Linked DNA regions of Astyanax mexicanus: region 2 is linked to region 1. The links are chromatin contacts, called in public Hi-C maps. All regions are on one chromosome and are shown on one strand. Each heading gives the region's core, a stretch centred on a gene start, on an enhancer-like site or on the middle of the called end of the contact. The rest is flanking DNA. Distances are from core to core; before and after follow the strand shown. Region 1 holds the start of foxo3b (forkhead box O3b). Region 2 holds the start of sesn1 (sestrin 1).

Region 1 (2,604 bases), core at 67-2,566:
TAGGCTTGGTAAAAAAAATAATTTTCATGTACCTTAAACAAGAATTATTCATATAAACCCTACTAATATATAACATTAGTATATATAGTATATATTAGTATATATCTCAATATATATATATAAAAATATTTTTGACCAGTACAAGTTATGGTTTTGTTTGAGTTTGATGCCTTAGCTTGTCTATAAGAATGTTAAATCAGACCAGTGATGTATAGTAACAAAGCAGAACTACTTCAGTTCTGTATCTGTATCTACTGGAGTATTATATGTTTCTCTTACTCACACTTTTACTTCAATACATATTTTGATGAGTTTAATATTTTTACTCCCATACATATTTGTTATGAATCATTTTAAATCCACATTATCACTAAAGCCAGAGCAGTAGATGATCTGCACTGTCACCGGATAAAATGAAGCTCCTTATCATTGAGTGAATCAATCAATCAAGCTGACCTTATAAGAAGACCTCACTGCTTCTTCACTCTAAGAACTTTTTTACTGCTTTTTTGTAATAACAACATAACACAGTACTGTACTTTTTCTTTCACTAGTACATTTTAAAATATACTACTTGGTATAAGTACCAAAAAATACAGATATGTTAGTACTTTCATTTAGGTTAAAAAACATCTTAAGGTGCTTAAAGAACAGCTTCTATGCAAGTCACTTTTTTGATAAAGAACTTGTACTTTTACTCAAGTCTGGGTCTCTAGTACTTTATACATGTCTGAACTTTATACATGTCTGAACTATGTCCAGGCTAGAGAACCAGTATAACCACGTTTGACCATGCTGGTTGACTAGTATGCCCTGTAAAACAAAGCTGGTTGGCCAGCATGACCAAAATAAAAAATGTAACATACTTTATGCTGGTCAAGAACTGGTTTGTCAGCTTTTAAGACCAAAGACCAGCTTAAATCATCCACAACCAGCTGTCAGCAACAGGCTGTTTGGATCTGGATTTTCCAGCAGGGACATTACTATACTGTAATTGTCTCCTCGTCACTGCGTGGTTATGATACGATATAATATGATATGATATGATATAAAATGATATGATATGAAATGTCCACAGCTGATAAAGGGTGTCTGGTTTCATGAGGGCGCCACATGCCGCGTTTTATTCTTACACAACGCGGTCTATATTTGGCCGTCCAAATGCGCCGATAACATCTCGCGTGTCTTGCCTGAACATGCCCTTGTGTGCGGGAGTGTGCGCGCGCGCTTTTACTGTACTCTGGAGCTGTGGCCCTTTAAAAGGCGATCCCATGCATGAGAGGTGGAGAGGCAGAGTGTGTGTGTGTATGTATATGTGTGTGTGTGTTGGAGAGAGGGGGAGGGGGAGGTCTGACGGGGTTAGCCTACATCTCCTTTTCTCTGTCTCTCCACTCAGACGTGTGTGTGTAAGTTGAAGCGCTGAGAGAGGAGCGAGTGCTCAGGGTTTAGCAGCAGCAGCTCCAGTGCTGTAGTAATAATGGGCTGCGTCGGGGCGACAGTGGCAGCGTAGCGAGCGGTTCTGCTGCTTTTAGGCGTCTTTGTTACAGCGAGACGCTACAACGCGGTTCTCTCTCTCTCTTTCTTTCTCTCTTTATCTGTGCGCTTTGAGACGACACTCACTCTTTCTCGCTCTCTTTCTCTCGTCGTTTAATCAACTTCAACAAAGATTATACGTCAATGTGGAAGCGCTCAGGACTGACTTTGTGTTTCTCCAAACTCCGCCTGAATGACTTGAACCTGCCGTGACTTTGGTGCTGAATGGCTTTGTTTTATTTGTGACGTTGTGGCTTCGGAGGCTGCATTACATCAGTGGTGCTCGGGCTGATCTCAAGTGCGACACTGGAGTGGAGCTCTAAAGATCTTGCAGGATCTGAACTGCTGCACCGTCAGAAAAAGGTATGACATTTTTATACAGTTTTGCTCAAATTAGTGCATCAGATTAGTACGACTCTTCTTTAAAAAAAAAACATAGCGACAAACAATTGCAAAAAAATACAAAAACAATATGTGTTTGAAATAAAGGGACTGAGACATGGTTATTAATACTCTTGATGTTTACCACCTCAGTGACAGCATCATTTTTTCTGATTGTGTAGGTGAATGTCCTTTGTTGAAGCGTAATACCAGTATAGTACCAGGTCCAGTATTACAACTACAGGCTACCAGCGATTGCACGATGCTCAGTGTGTGTTGATGAGTTATTAATTCTATTGCATGGAGAGCTTGTAGTGAGCGTGTCAATTCTCTGCTCACTCCGCAGGACGCAGTGTTGAGTGGGGGAGCGTACCGTCTGCTTCAGGGGTCTCACTGCCTCACTGCGGACGAGCATTCATGGAATTGGACTGTGACAGCGCGCCTCTACCTGTCTGAGTGAGAAGCCCTCGTGACTCTCTCTCACACACACACACACGTACACTCACTCACACACACATTATCGTCTCTTTCTCTGTCCGTCGGAGCTCCACGATGGCGGACTCGGCGTCCCCGGAGCCCCTGTCACCGCTGGAGGTGGCCATCGATCCGGACTTCGAGCCTCAGAAGCGCCCGCGGTCGTGCACGTGGCCGCTGCCCGAGTCCGGCTCGATCAAGCCAGGGGCTGCCGAT
Region 2 (2,604 bases), core at 59-2,558, 150 kb after region 1:
GCTGGCTGCGGGGGAGTAGGGGGTCTCTGGGACAGGTCCTATACTCTTCACTCTCTTCATCACCTCCTGATGAAGGCTCTCCATGGCTGCATCTCTGGAGCCAGCATCACGACTCGCCAACCCTTCCCAGGTTGCTCCACTGTCTCTGCTGTCCATCTCTGTGATGATATTCTTAAGCTTTTAGTTCTGTGGGCTGTGAGAACAGAAAAAAACTAAGATCAGGTCTGTCAGATGTGCTGTTCACAGTAGTCTCCTAATACAAATCTGCAGTTCAGACATTGATACGTGCAACATTAAAAAATATACAGCACTGGAAAAAATAAGAGACCATTAAAAAAAACAATGAGCTTTGATTTTACTATATAATCAAGAGGAAGATGGATGATCACAAGCCAACAAACCAAGCTGAACTGCTTGTATTTTTGCACCAGGAGTGGCATAAAGTTATCCAAAAGCAGTGTGTAAGACTGGTGGAGAAGAACATGCCAAGATGCATGAAAACTGTGATTAAGAACCAGGGTTATTGCACCAAATATTGATTTCTGAACTTCGTTTTCTTTGCATTTTTTGAGGTCTGAAGGCTATGCATCTTTTTTGTTATTTCAGCCATTTCTCATTTGCTGCAAATAAATGCTCTAAATGACAACATTTTTATTTGGATTTCGGGAGAAATGTTGTCCGTAGTTTATAGAATAAAAAAAAACAACGTTCATTTTACCTAAACATATAACTTACGTATGAATAGCAAAATCAGAGAAACTGATTCAGATCTCTTACTTTTTTTTCCAGAACTGTACTTAAATACCACAGATCAGAAACAGCGGGATACTGGGTCTGCATGGATCACTTTAATAGCTGCAATAAATGGACAGTCTTTTATTCTTTTATTAATACATGATTTTTTTGTTTTCTTATCAGGTGAGGAGGACTGACATAGTCTGACACCTCTTCATGGGTTCATAGCTCGAGCGCAGGTCCCTAGAAATATCTAGAGAAGTTAGGAAGAGCCTCACTTTTGACAAACATATAAAAACCAGCGGTCTGGTCTCGGGCGGACTATAAAAAAACATCACCGAATAACGTTTTTCCGCAGCTATGAAGTTGTGTTAGCCGCGGCTGGTCCATTCAATCCTCTTACAATGACCCGTAACAACAGAGAACGAGCTGATACTGAAGAAAAGGCAGAGTCACACACACAGCAAAGCGGTCTGCTGGAGCACTGCGGAATGTCAGAGGTCAATACTCACAGATTTTCACATTCTTTCTGGCTCTTTCTGCGCCCGACGGACCGTCCCCTGATCGCTCTCCCGTCCTGAACAGCAGCAGCTCTCAGGAGGAGTGTCTTCGGCGCAGCCTAGAGAAAACACGTGATGGACAGGGACTGCGGACCAATAGGGTTCGCGGAAATGACAAGTGGGCGGACACAGCGACCTATTCACCAATCAGCGCACGCTTGGGGCGTTTCTAACAACATGCCGGGCGGACTTTTGGGTATTGTAGTGTACGGGCGTTTTAACTGCTATACCGCTGAACGAGGCTTCAGAAAACAGGAGACCTCAACTACCGACATCCACAGAGGGAGCTGTTAACTTCTACAGCCCCGCCACCACTTGTTTATCTCAAAACCTTATAATTTACGTAAAGCGTATAGAAGCACATCCCCGGCTTTTATTACCACCCAGACTAATAAACCAAACCCTTCACACAGAAACGCGCTTAATAACATTAACCAACAACTCGCTGTTAAACAACATTCACTGCTAGAAAGAGGAAAATACACTGCACAGCACTGGCTCATTGATATTCAGTCTTCATCATCTGCTGTGACTGCATCAAGAGAAGGAATGTGTTAATATGAAACTGAGGTTTCTTCATTTTTTAAAGTAAATTCATATTTTTAATGCTTGAGGTTGTTAGTTTTTGTGCACTCTGTTTGATGGTGGTTTCTATAAATGCACTCAAAAATGAAACATTCATCACATGTGCACTGCAGATAGGTCAAATTCTGTAATAGAATTCAGCTAATGAATGAATGTAAAAAAAATGAATGTATTTAGTAGAAATAAAATAAAACATACACTTATGAAACTGTGCCAGCACAAAATTAAGATTTAAATCACTGGTAATAAAAATTATTCCCTATTTACATTAGAATCAAGAAGCTCATGTCCTGTGTAGGTTCTAGCAGCACTTTGTTGGTATATGTAAGCAGGCTTTCAGGTATAACCCAATTCTGCCCTTACTAATCTAGGAACATTCTTAGCACAGATATCTGATGCTGGGCATGTATTTATTTAAATGAAAAATGCAATGTAAATACATTTAAAATATATATTTTAATTTCACAATGTATTTCAAACAATTACTGTATTCATTAAAAATATATTGTTTCCATATAGTATCAAGTGAACTGCTCTGAAAACTGCTTCTGCATCTCTAGCATATTAAGATTTAAAAAGTTTCAGTCACCTGTGAGTAGGTAGTGTTAGGCTGAGAAATGCACAGGTGGCGAGTCATTATCAATACTGTTGGATCATTAAGTTCACAGTAAATAATATGTTTTATATCCACAGTCCACCTTCCTTCAGAAAAGAAAATAAATAG

What was found. A called contact is a pair of places that touch in the nucleus more often than the background predicts.
Region 2: a contact with region 1 is called in a Hi-C map of muscle, with 5 times the contacts expected there. The contact joins the promoter of sesn1 here to the promoter of foxo3b in region 1. A contact is called at or near these places in 3 of 3 Hi-C or Micro-C datasets (blood and muscle).

What each region holds. Positions count from the first base shown.
Region 1 is chr1:53,082,021-53,084,624 of AstMex3_surface, forward strand. It overlaps foxo3b (forkhead box O3b), which reads left to right and starts at 1,317. Exons shown (of 4, transcript XM_007255675.4): 1 at 1,317-1,896; 2 at 2,261-2,604. The coding sequence starts at 2,467.
Region 2 is chr1:53,227,690-53,230,293 of AstMex3_surface, forward strand. sesn1 (sestrin 1) reads right to left here and starts at 1,309. Exons shown (of 11, transcript XM_007255673.4): 1 at 1,248-1,309; 2 at 1-193. The coding sequence starts at 156.